Regions from separate parts of the Zea mays genome. Here region 1 is linked to region 2. A link is a contact called in public Hi-C data. All regions are on one chromosome and are shown on one strand. The core of a region is the stretch at or near the end of the contact, and the rest is flanking DNA. Distances in the headings are between cores, read along the strand shown. Region 1 holds the start of LOC100282513 (40S ribosomal protein S29-like). Region 2 holds the start of LOC100304344.

Evidence for each region. A called contact is a pair of places that touch in the nucleus more often than the background predicts.
Region 1: a Hi-C map of leaf shows a contact between it and region 2, with 4 times the contacts expected there. The contact joins the promoter of LOC100282513 here to the promoter of LOC100304344 in region 2. A contact is called at or near these places in 2 of 25 Hi-C or Micro-C datasets (leaf and tassel).

Annotation. Positions count from the first base shown.
Region 1 is chr6:29,943,599-29,950,494 of Zm-B73-REFERENCE-NAM-5.0, reverse strand. It overlaps LOC100282513 (40S ribosomal protein S29-like), which reads left to right and starts at 2,818. Exons shown (of 3, transcript NM_001159462.2): 1 at 2,818-2,921; 2 at 3,326-3,425; 3 at 4,046-4,270. The coding sequence starts at 2,860. The coding sequence ends at 4,054. It overlaps LOC103630926 (a long non-coding RNA gene), which reads right to left and starts at 2,609. Exons shown (of 4, transcript XR_002262999.2): 1 at 2,501-2,609; 2 at 2,146-2,376.
Region 2 is chr6:29,782,116-29,788,923 of Zm-B73-REFERENCE-NAM-5.0, reverse strand. It overlaps LOC100304344, which reads left to right and starts at 3,700. Exons shown (of 4, transcript NM_001165782.1): 1 at 3,700-3,900; 2 at 4,511-4,616; 3 at 4,722-4,772; 4 at 5,248-5,712. The coding sequence starts at 3,782. The coding sequence ends at 4,739.

The sequences.
Region 1 (6,896 bases), core at 1,569-4,068, 160 kb before region 2:
ATGGGATACGTTTTACACATGCCATCCATGCACAAACAACATACAAACTTTTTCATTATCGTGATGAGTGAACCATGGATCAATGCATCACCATCTCAGATCTCACTAGTCAATAGATGTTTCGGCACTTGAAATAAGGAACAAGTCTTCAGGCAGATGCCAGTTCAACCAAATTATTGTGTTAATGAAAAAATATGTATCTCAAAAATCAATGAACCTAATACCCTAACCATCTCCAAACAATTGGAGCATTGGTGGTGTATCAAAGAAATTTTTTTCAAGGGCCATAACACATGGCTCATTATGAGACAATGCAGCGCATACAGTGCAAAATAATGGAAGAAAACAAATTCTTCAACCAGAACTCAAATAAAGGAATGAAAAATTCTTGAACTGAAGCTCATGTTAATCAATTCCAATCAATATTAAAATGCTACATTTTAAATTCAAGAATAGATGAACAATTATATCTACATCTTACATATAGAGTATAACAATATTTTCACTCACCATTGGCTTGCCAGATACGCTCGAAAGGTTAGGTGCACTTACATTGCACCCTACTGGTATGCAAGTTATGGCAAGAAATCTTACGGCAAAATGTGTAGGGGTTGGGGCCATGGAGTGGGGTGGGGTGTGTGTGTGTGGGGGTGAGGGGGGCAGAGAAGAAGAATATGAACCCTCTTCAGCAACCTCTTGACAGGTTTATTGGTTCTCAACCAAGACTTAGTTATTAATATGAACTCAAACTGACCATTAGTGAGCAAGGCAATTAATCAGCAGAAGGATAACCTAAAGCAAAGTCGCCATCACCAATCCCTTAGGTTATCTCCAGCAGCTTACCCATCCCCATATCCATACTCCGCTCTGCGAACAGTGCAGTCTATGGTGCAAAGCAGTGTTTTTTGGGTTACCATATAGGTGAACTGCTGAAGACGGTCTTAGTGACACAAAGTGCATTCTCATGAATGGAGCAAGTAATGCAGATTCCCTCACTGAAAGCATTGCAAGAGAAGAATATGAACCCTCTTCAGCAACCTCTTGACAGGTTTATTGGTTCTCAACCAAGACTTAGTTATTAATATGAACTCAAACTGACCATTAGTGAGCAAGGCAATTAATCAGCAGAAGGATAACCTAAAGCAAAGTCGCCATCACCAATCCCTTAGGTTATCTCCAGCAGCTTACCCATCCCATATCCATACTCCGCTCTGCAAACAGTGCAGTCTATGGTGCAAAGCAGTGTTTTTTGTGTTACCATATAGGTGAACTGCTGAAGACGGTCTTAGTGACACAAAGTGCATTCTCATGAATAGAGCAAGTAATGCAGATTCCCTCGCTGAAAGCATTGCAAGAGAAGAATATGAACCCTCTTCAGCAACCTCTTGACAGGTTTATTGGTTCTCAATCAAGACTTAGTTATTAATATCAACTCAAACTGACCATTAGTGAGCAAGGCAATTAATCAGCAGAAGGATAACCTAAAGCAAAGTCGCCATCACCAATCCCTTAGGTTATCTCCAGCAACTTACCCATCCCCATATCCATACTCCGCTCTGCGAACAGTGCAGTCTATGGTGCAAAGCAGTGTTTTTTGGGTTACCATATAGGTGAACTGCTGAAAACGGTCTTAGTGACACAAAGTGCATTCCCATGAATGGAGCAAGTAATGCAGATTCTCTCACTGAAAGCATTGCAAGAGCTATGCAGAGGCTAAGCTATCCTGCTATCAATCTTGCAATTCGCAGAGCAATGCAATGAACACCAGTCCGAGCAGTGCACAGTTAATGGCTCGCCCCAGGTAGATCAACATCCAATCCCAGTGAATCACTGATCAACCCAATCGTGAAGACCTAAATTACCTAATGATTTTTATGAACATAACTGAACTACAATTTGTATCAGTTGATAACATAATACTTTTGGTTGAACCAAAGAAACAATCGATAGATTCTGAACATGCAATTGTGTGGCCACAACATTTTCAGTGACAATCCACAATCAGTAATCACCTTGTCAGCAACTAAAAAAACTTTGTTCTTCTACATGTTAAACTGATCATCTCAGTGTTGTTCCGGAAAATTGAACTGCGGGGAATTCCAAAGAATCTACAGAGAATTCGAGCAGGAAGGAGGTGCCCCGAACCTGGAGCACGGAGAGTCGGGCGGAGGCACGCGAGCAAGGTCATCAGCAATTCAGCACCAGCGGGCGGCATGGTGCCGAGGTGCGGGCAGCTGGTCCGCGCCTCTACCCACCCCGCCGCCGCGCCGTAAAGGTCACCCAAATCCAGTTTTCCGTCGGCCACCTCGACCCCGTCCTCATGTTGTTGGCTCCTTGGCTCCTCCCGTCGGCGCCGTCCTCCTCCCTCTCCTTCCCCTGGCAGAAACGCACGGACGCGACCGAGCGGATGTTAAAGAGAGAGAAAAAAGCAGCTACAACCTGGAGTGTGAGGTGTGCAGCGCTACGCGGAACGTTCGCACCATTTGGGACCACAACGTACCCTCACCGGCGACGGAGGACATCGTCGGAGACGAGGTGGAGGCGGTCGAAGGCAACAGCCAACAGGAGACGAATCAGAATCAACCAACGGAGCCGTCGAGCCTGGGGAGTGGGGAGAGACTTGGACTAAACCGCAGACACATATGGCCCATGTGGCCCAGAAGGTTCATTTCAGCCCAATTACAGGACTATGGAACTACGGGCCATTTGGCCCAATCGGGTCTGCTCCTGGCTTAGGGTTTCGCTCGCTGCGTCAGCTATATATTCCGCTTCTCCCAACGGCGCCGCTACTCAGTGCTCACCGAACTCCATCTATCTCTTCCCCACGAACGCTTGCGGCGGCGGCGGAATTAGGAGGCGATGGGGCACTCCAACGTCTGGAACTCGCACCCCAAGAACTACGGGCCCGGATCCCGCGTCTGGTACGTGTGTTCCATTTACCGGCACATATTTTTTTTGATGCGTTTAATCGAATTTATAGATGTAGGAGTTTCTTTTTATTTTTTGCTCTGTGTGGATTTAGGTTCCTCCGTCGATCGGTGATAGTTATGGACTAGATTTTGGATCGATGTGATTCGAGTTTGTGTAGTGTATTCGAGGGTTCCTTAGTTACGTTAATTGATTATTGCGGTTTACTATAGCCAATTTTATGGATCGTTTGCCCAGGTTACAGACAGTTTGATTCTGGACTTGTCTGTGTTCATTGTTGTCATGTATGGCACACAAGTATAAGTTCCAACAATTCAGCTAAGCACTATTATTTAGTCTGCAGTGGTATGCTCCTTATTGTGGCGTTGTACTTAGCGGAACTTGTTCACTTTGACAGCCGTGTCTGTGCGAACCCTCATGGACTGATCAGGAAGTACGGGCTGATGTGCTGCAGGCAGTGCTTCCGCAGCAATGCCAAGGACATTGGCTTCATCAAGGTATGCAATATAAGCTTCAAACTCCTGTGTGAATGATGCTTAGCATCATTAATGCTTTATGATTTTGTATTGGATATTTAGTCTGAAAAGTTGCTATCAAAAAACACGACAAGAAAAAAGTGAAAGACCGATAAATCCATTAGTTAATATTTGTGAAATAGCTCCATTTAGACACTATTCTGCTTTTAGTTAGCCTCCATCGTAAACATGGAAAAGGCTCCAAGATTCTATGATGTAAAGTGTCTGATACTTATCTGTTGTTTTATCATCTTTAATTCTTTAATGAATTAGTTACTGCCAGCTTTTAGGCGACATCTTGCAGTTTAGGGCATTCCTATGTATTTAGACTGTTTCTTTGGCACTTTGTTCCCTTTCTTGCAAGTGCAGCTGTGGTATTTTGTTGAAACATGCCCTACACTTTGCTGGTAGTCTTTTTTTATTCAAAGAATGAATTGTGGTTACATGTTTTTCATGTTGACATGAAAACATTAATGTATGGCTATGGCACATAAAGTGCCTACAATTATTTTGCTGCCCATGGCAATATTTTTGAAATTTCTCCAATTTGGTTGACTTACTATTGCTCTTTAACCAATGCAATGCCTATATTTTTGTTGCAGTACCGCTGAAATCAGGTGGGAATGGACCATGTGGTAGAGGCGAGGCTGTAGTTTTATTTCCAGTAATTTAGATGTTTTGTTCAGAAGTCTGCTAGTAAAGACTGCTACGTTTATGATGAAGAACTTAGCCATGTTGGTCATATTGATCATGAGTTACCTATGTTGAGCTTAAACTATCTTGTGTCCAACCATCGCTGGGTAGTATGATTACTGTAATGTAGGGTGGTTAAGGTCGCAAACTAATACTTATATTGCATGTGTCGAAGATCCATTCCAATTGTACTTCTAGCGCACTATTTGTGAAATGTTGCTGGGCCTGTACGGCATTGACATTAGGTATCACACCAAAGGATTAATCTGTTCCATTGAACAATCCTGCCCTGCATTGTTATCCGATGGATGCTGAATAGGAGTCGGTCTTCTAGACATTCGAATTGTAGGCCAAATTTAATATTTTACAATAAATATATCTTAAAACAAGTATGCATAGAATTTGTGCTAATTTTTTGTTATGTTGTCGAGTATGTTGTAAAAAACAATAATATACTACCTACAAATATATGAACATTTTTTAAAAAAAACTTTGGCCACTTGTCTAGTTCAAAGATATTTATTGAAAAATGTAAAATTTTAAATCAAGCACAAACTACCTTAAGTGATAAAATAATAAGATGTGTAAACAAATCATAAAATAAATAATAACTCATTATTTTCTAAATAAGATGAGTGGTCAAAGTTTTTTTAAAAAAGTCAACTGTCATTATTATTATTAATAGGAAAGTATTTTTTATGTATTATTTGTTCCCTAAAAATAAGAGATGAAAAGCATTTAAATCCACATCTGCATTCGAATTTTATATCTATGATTTAAGAATATATGACAAATTTGTTGTTTGATTTTTTATGAATCTTAAGTGTAATGCTAAAAAATACATATTTATATTTGTATAGTAGATTATGTATCATATTTATTTGTAATCTAAAAGGAAAATAAAAAAATAATATTTGAACAAGTGTCGGGATTCATTCCTAGTTCCAGCATTCTTACTGAATGTTTTGAATGTCACTTTTAGATAAGAAGTTCGATGAACCTTCAATTTAGTTTTAAGCATACTTAAGACATTTACATGTGGTATATTTGACCTTTTCATGGCGACTATCATCTCACATACCGTAGTAATCTTGTGTGTGCATATCTGTTTTGTCATCGTTGGTGATCTAGTTAGGACATTGTTATTGTTGAGGATGACCTTTTAAAAAAAATGTGACCTACATCCTTTGTGCTCATCGCGCATACCAGTTTTGCCATGAGTGAGTTTTCCACAAATGAGCATTGTCCACCATTTCTTTTCATATTCATTCAAAAATATTCTAGTACTTTAATTATACCGACGGATCTTATTATGTGCTAAATACATGACGACTTTAGAATAATTGCTCGTTCGAATCACTTACCAGTTTTCAAATAACCGGCGAATCACATTAACTCGAAGTCACCAAAGAAACTCAAGGGTTGTCGTTGTGAGAGTTGCCGAACAGGGATGTAAAAGTTCCATTTGCTCGCGAACAAGATCTAGATGTCATCTAGAGTGGGGTGAATAGAAGAATAAAAAATAACACTTAAAAACTAGAAATTCTTACTCTACTCGATGACTAGATCATAGTGGAACGAAAGACATTTCAAGTAGGTCGCAGCGGAATTGAAATTCCTGTCTCAAAATACCCTGCACTTCAAAGACAACTTGTATCATAGATGTAATACTCAAAATTGTATACAAGGAGTATATAGAGGTCTTCTCATTTTGTGTGCCATATTTGCATCATAAAAAAAAGCATACATATAATTAAGAGTGATTAATTAAAACAAATGATATTAAAATAAAATAAAGTGCATCTTGTTGGAGTTTTGTAAGTTTGTGCATTAAATAAAATAATAAGGATAATGATAATAAAATAATAATTCTAAAAGTTGGATTAAACCCTAAATTTGAATTTAGGGTATGATAATAAGAACAAGAGAAATGATATAAAAAATATATATATCTAAAAATATCTCCAAAATTTGTACCTTGGATTCACAATATGATTTGAGGATAAATTGAGTACAAAATTTGAATTTAAATCCTAGATTTGAAAATAAAAGGGAAAAGGAATAAAAAAAGAAAAGAATAAAAGTGGACCTAACCCTAACTGGGCCCTGATCTCGATTTCGGCCCACTGTTTCATTCAGCCCGCGCAGCCCTGCCTGGTGACCGGCGCCGACATATCGGGCCCGCACGTCAGCCAGTGCACTTCCCTCTTCGCTTCCCCGCTCGGCAGCCAGCTCTCCTCCGCCACTCCCGCTGCCGGTGGGACCCCTTGGACAGGTCCGTCTTCCTCCGCAGGCGCAAATCTCGGACCGCGCTAACAAACTTCCACGGGATGCCGCCGGAATTCTCGCGGGCTTCGGTGGAGTTGTGGGTCCGCCAGGTCGGTACCCGAGTCTCGCGCGCGTGTCGTGCACTGGAAAGCGGGCTCCGCACGTTGGTGCGTCCTTCCCCTTCGCAACGGCGGGCATAAATGTCGCCGCCATGGCCGGAACGCGGAAGATCTTTTCCCCTCTCCGAACCGAGACCCCGTGGATAAATGGATGCCCCTGTGACTCGTTCCTCCCTCTTCTGTCTTCTCGCGCGAGCCCATACCTCGAAAACACACCGCCGCGCACCGCACGAGAAGAAATTCGGGCCGCCGTCGTCGATCGGTCGATTCCCCGGCGATTAGGCCTCGGTTTGGGGTGCGGGAGCTTCACCTGGTCGGGCGGGTCACGGCCGGAACTTCGCCTTGGCGGATCGCACGGCAGACGACCGGGAAT
Region 2 (6,808 bases), core at 2,451-4,950:
CAACATTTGGGTCCATCCCTTGGCTTCGAAGGGCCCAGATGAAAATGCTAGGCCTAACAATGGCGTTAGGGGTCAGCTGATGAAGAAAAATCTCAAAATTATCCAAAACTTCTCCAATCATCTTGTTCAAGGGAAACCGTAATCATGCCCTTAAAAAGCTTTTGAAAACCACTACTTCGTCGTCCTTCGGCTTTGGAGTGGTTTCTGATCCGGCAAAACAAATAAGCTTCTTTTCAGCTTCTCTGAAGTAACCCAGCTTCATCATCATGGGCACGTCGGCTTCAGACACAGTAGATTTTTCAAAATCCAAGTGGCTGGGTTTTGATGGGATCAGAATACTATAGTCTTCCTCTTCTTCATTAGCATTTTGTTCCTCAATATCAACTTGTTCAGCTTCGGCAACAGGTGCACCTTCGTCAATGGCTCCCTCTGTCACAACTAATCTCGATTGTCTCATGACTTCAAAGATTGGAGCTGTCTCGGTGGCTTCAGTCTCCTCTCCTTCACGGGTCACCCTGGCAGTCGAGCGTACTCTGGCCATCTGATGATGAATCTTTTGCAGTTTTTACGAAGCTGATGTTTTTTACAGTTTTTGACGAAGCTCTCTTTTTACGAAGCTCTCTTTTTTGACGAAGCTAATTCAAAATGATGGTTCGCTCGAGAATGCAGTGAAAAAGCTTCGGCTATGGTTAAAATTTTCAACAGCACAACAGTGCAATGACAATGAATGTTGTGGTAACTTCACACCTACCCGTCTGTTTATATAGTGCCGTAGGTGGGAAGGTGAACCGACAAATCGCCCGCACCCGCTGAACAGTTACCCACACCCGCTGAACGGTGGGCCACTCGGCGTCTGGGAAGAGAATCATCAAACCGTTTGTACCCGCTACGTGGTGGGCCACTCGCGCTTGAAATATTTTAATCGTTTCTCGGCAACGAGCTCAGGGAAGGTGTTTTTCGGACCTTCGGCATTCCAAAGCCTTGGAGATTTTTCACGGATCAAGCTCGTTACGAAAAACGATCTAGCACCGCGAAGGGGCTACTGTTGGGGGTCTGCTTCATCGCCGAAGGTCCTTTAAGCAGAAACACCTTCGGAAGATCAGCACATAAGCAAATACAGCGCGAAGGTACACGCCGAAGCTACGATCCAGGGAGCTTCGGCATATCGACATGCCTTGAGACGAAGGGCTGCACCGACTTAAAGAGGAAAAGACCGATCCGTCCATGATGATTTGTGTCATGATTGTAACTATAGTCATCAAGGACATAAATGTAATTCTGACCGGGCTGTGTCCCGTGCCTATAAATAGGTGAACAGTACCCCGTACTGTTCACGCTGGATTGTATTCGCTCGTGTATCACGCGTGGACTTTTGCCTTCTGTCGAGCCGAAGGTACAAACGTAATTCAATATTGTTCACGTTCATTCATGATGATATAATTAAGATATATTGATGATGTCATATGATTATTCATGTTATCTCTCATGTTTCATATGCTTCTTCTTTCATTAATACATACTGCGATGATGAAGGTACGTCCTTCATGACCTTCGTCCGAAGATCATTATATCCTAATGGAGATAATGCTTCGAAAGACGAAGGGCATTAACCATTAACCTCTTTTTGTGTTGCCTTGTTCTTAACTCATAGCATTTGAGAACAAGTCCCCAACAGCAGGGGATGTTGAAATCGTTGGGCCCACACCAAGAAACTCAATGTACTATGGTGGCTAAGATATTCTCAAAATATGTTGAGGCCAAGGAGTGAGAACGAATGAAGCAACTTAACGGTCATGCAGTTATTTGCTCCCACACGGAGATTGAAGCGGTAAAAAGGTCACCTACGGTTTTCAAAGCAGTGGACGATGAAAAAAGTTGGAAATTTGGTTGTCTCTTCGGTGATGAAGAAAATGGATGGAGGGAGTAATATGAAAGTGTATTGGTTTTAGACCGATGACAGTCGTTCCCCTCCCTCCATTCGGATGATGGTACGCTTGCCTTTACCAGGCACCCATGGGCGGAGCCAGGGGGCCATGGCCCCTCCGAAGGCTAAGACACAAACAAGAGAATTATATATAGTCTAAATTCTGTGTATCTAAGTATAAATATTCTAAATTTTGTGCAGCACAATTAATGAAAGGTTTAATATAGTGGTTGGTAATATATGATCCATAACTCTGTTGTAGTATATGCCAACCAAAGTCTAAAAGAGATAAAGAATATAAGATAAAATATTCGTTGAATGACCAATCGATGCATGAAACGCCAAAGCTAATTCGCTTGTAGACAATGGTATCTGAACCTCACTTGACTTGCCTCTGCCGATTGCCGCTAACCACTTGACTTGCCTCTGCCATAGTCCGACAACCAAAGTCCAACAAAGGTGATCACACGAAGCAGCAGACTGAGCGCCAACAACTTATATACATACTACACTAGATCTTGTGGATAATAAAATCAACAAATTTCAACTAAAGTTGTCACCTGATAGTTGGTGTGTACACGACAAATTTGACATGTACCTGCATAGTTGACGAATTTTCATGGATCCTCGAGGCTAGTTAGATTTTTGAATTCTCTCACAAATTTGTTAGATGACTCATGAATACTAGAGTCATTATATAAAAGTTGAATCTCATCAGTCGGATATTCATCGTTATGTCATCTTTATTGTTTTGGTATTATTCTTGTGTCACAATTTTAGTTCAATATATCAATTAGTTAGAAAATGGACTCATGAACTAAGATAATTTATAAAGATCTAGAATTCTTATTCCATATCGAGTGCTCAAACTTGATGATATATACAATATTTTTATCATATAATATTAATGAATTGATTGGTTCCCTTATATCGTAATTCTGGCTCCGCCCCTGGGCACCCTTTGTCGCAGCGAGCTTCTCTCTCCCTTCATTGTTGTCGTGCCCCCTAAATATTGTGTAGTCCTCGGTTTTTGTGGCCGCGAGTAATTGCTAGTTGAGGAAAAATTGATAATGAGTGATAAGTATGTATAGAGAATAATATTTTATAGTTGTGGTGGGTATATGGGAAAATTTAGAGAAAATCTTTGCGGGAGAGGAAAAAATAGAGGATGAAATTTTGTCGAGACGATGTAAAAGTGAGATATATAGAGAGAGATTTAGAGATACAACTGGAGACGTGTGTTTGGTGTAGCATGTCAATATACTAGGTTTATGACTTCTATGTATTGAAGCTATTACATAAGAAGCTTTTCCATCTGGCAACGACTGTTATGCAAGCAGTTCTTCTATGGAAGCGTGCAAGCAAACCATCAGATCCATTAGATCGTGATCTAACCGCAGTTCACATTTAACATTTAAATCCTTCACCACCAGCTCAATAATCTTTATAAAAAAACCTCTAACAAACTATAGTTGTATCTATGATTGGATCGTAATTTAATGGATCAGATGGTTTGCTGACACATTTGTACAGAGCAGTCGTTGCCTTTCCATCTAGACGGCATGAGCATGTCGTGTTTGTCGTTGAAAGGAGTGACGTTTGTTTTGTGAATAATCCGTTTTATTATCTCCGTTTCGAACTGAAAAAACAAACATGCCGTTTCAAGCCAAATTAACCGCCTATTGTGTGACGGGCCCACGCGGCTTCCAGGAACCTCGAAGGGCCCTCCCTCCTCCTTTTTGGGTTTGGGTTTGCGGCAACGCCCGTGCGCGCATCGACCTCTGATTCCTTCGCATATCCCCAAAGCAAGCTCGAGTGAAGAAACTCACGAAATCTGAAGCCAGCTGAGAGAGGCGGATGGGGCAGTGCCCGTGTTTCGGGTCCGCGAAGGCGGCGGAGCAGGAGCGGCGGGCGGAGGCGGACCGGCGCGAGTCGCAGGATGCTCGCGCCAAGGCCGCCGAGGCCGCGCAGAGGAGGTAAGGTAACCGTCTCAAAGTCCCAACCATCACCCCGGGCCGGCCGCGCAGGATTAGTTAGATCATCATCATGGCAGCGTTCCTCCCGTTGGTTATTGGGCACGACTAGTTCCCTTCCATAGGTTGGTTGACTTGGTTCTAGGTTGATCCGCAGGACGCGCTCGGGTTGAGGGTTTATCGGATTTCGGGATTTGATCGGGCACCCCCAACTCCAATACGTTGGATTGAGGGGCCCTTCGATCGAATCAGATTGTGATGGCCGCCTTCCTCCTTCTCGAATCGAATTGAATCGAGCTCGGCTGTTGTAGAGGTGCCACTGTGGTAGCCTAGATCCTGCTCGTACCTCTTGTTCAGTCGGCACCAATTGCCATTGATTTTGGCTTGGATAGGGAATCAATCCACCAATCCTGGCTCAGGTGTCACTGAGAGGAATCATTATGACCCTTAAAAGTTAAATCATCACTACCACAATCGGAAAGCTCAGAACTTTAGGAGAAAGACTTTTGTTTGTGAAGATTCCTATTCCGTTTTTTGTTTGATTATACTGTAGATTATTTGATCTGAAGTAGTTTTTTCCTATTTGTGACCTTATTTTTTTTTCAACCTTCAGACAGCAGGACTATGAGAAATCGGCAGCTGGAAGGGCAGCCAAAGCACAAATGAAAGCAATGAAGGAATCAAAGGCATCAAACCAAGGTGGAGAGCCGGTTCTTAAGGTATCGTTATCTCCACTGACTAGGTTGGAGTGAATTTAAGACCTTGCAGAACTTTCCTTTCTTTATGTTGCAAGCATTAATCGTCTAATCTTTTGACTGATACAGTGGCAGATGGGATCATGAGTTTCGTTTCTGTTGATTTGCATCCCTCCGCTTGTAAGTATGAACAATCATACTCATCTGCTTCATTTGCATGCTGTCTCTGGTAGACTGGTATCTTATGTGAACCTGTCTGAGGCAAAATTGTGTATCTAAGCATGTGTTTTCGTTCTTCTTAATTTACTTGTATTGGGCATGCTGAAATGGAGTATTAAAAGGCAAGTACTTGATATACAGAATATACAAAAGGCAAAGTTATCATGTGTGTTCGAATTTCAGATCATTTATAGCTGAATTCATGGCTTAATCTAAGGATGATGGAATATTAGTGCCTCTGTTATTCGTTTACTTTCTCTCTCATGATTAACAGATTGAAAATTTCCTAGTAGCCAAATACGGTTTGTTTGATGTTCGCATAGAGCTGCCGGATATCTTAGCTTATTAGCTAACTAGTCTTTTATTCTCTGCTCTATATTTTAAATGTGGTGTTAAACCTTGTCTCACTCGCATACTCTTCCTACCAATCTTGCAGACTTTTGATGGCCGACAGAAAATTGATTGCGACTAATTTCTGATAGGATGCACTGTGATTGTGTGATTATGCCAGTGAAGTGTACATCCGGTTTACCATCTGCTATGCTGTACATGCTATCCCATAGACTGCCCAACTTCCCAGTTAAAAGTCACAAGTTTGTGTTTGTAAGTGAACAAAATATATATTTTATGAACACATGTAGTCTCGTAGCATTTGCATGGAGGCTTTTACCCCACTTCATAGTATTTTTCAAAGCCATGTTTCATAGTGCGACTACAGTACTGAATTCTGCTGCAGCCTTCTTTTTTTCCCTTCACATCATCAAGCATCCCCATGGAGATTCTCATATGTACCATGTTCTGTTAGCTGATAGCTTATCAAGCTTTGGTATATGAAATGCTGAACACTCGTTGCACTTTACATGGATTGTTTTAATTTGAGTGTTACTCCATAGTTCCTGAGAATTCATGGACCAAGTTTGTGTCATTGAACGTTCACGTGGATATCAAATCGTCTCCATTTTGCTTGGCCCCTGAGGTATGGAACAACCAGTTTTTAGTCCCTCAATATTATTCCATTTTAGTCCCTAATTACTAAATATGGAAACTAAAATAGAGTTTTAGTTTTCGTATTTAGTAATTTAAGGACTAAAATGGAATAAAATAGAGAGACTAAAAATTAGTCCCTAGAAACCAAACACCCCTAAATCTGTGTTTTTTTTGGAAATTGGAGCCTGATAAGTAAAAGGAAGGATATGCTCCTGTTGAGCACCGTTTTGAGCACGGCGGACGGTCCGGCCCTGAGGCCGGACGGTCCGCGCATGCGCAGAGCAGTTTAGGGTTCCGAGTTTTGTGCTATGTTTGTTGGCTAGATTTGCGGAATTAGCTCGGAATCCAGTCGTGTAAAGGGTCCAGCTCCCTCCTCTATAAAAAGAGAGGTCTACGGCCGATTTGGAATAATCAATCGAATCAATACAACTTCTATTTCGCATTTTATCCTAGGAGTAGTTCTAGTCTAGTTTAGGTTTAGCCTCTCGATCCCCAAATTCTCCGCCTCTCATCGACTCTACGTCGATTAGAGGAGTCTAGGTCGGCCTGCCCGAGCCTAGACAACTCCTAGGATCTCTCCTCCCCGACGGGGTCCCTCCCGGGAGCGAGATCCAGGCGCCGCCGGCGATCTTACGCCGCCCCTGCGCACGCGCGGACCGTCCGGCCGTCAGGCAGGGAACACTAGCCCCTGGGCCAGGTCGCGGACCGTCCGGCCCCTGCGCGCGGACCGTTCGCCCCTGACAAGAGAGCACCGCCGCCTCACGCCAGGTCGCAGACCGTCCGGCCCTGTGCCGCGGACCGTCTGCGCCTGACCAGAGAGCACCGCCGCCGGTTCTTCTTGAGTATTTGGCGCTCCGAAAAGGCGTTAACATACTTTTTGGCGACTCCGCTGGGGACAACATATTTAGACCTATCAAATCGGCCCTCAATGGCCGGTTCAAGGGATAGCTCTGATATTTCCCCAAGCAACATCATAGAGCCGACTTGGGATACATTGTCGGTTGACGAAC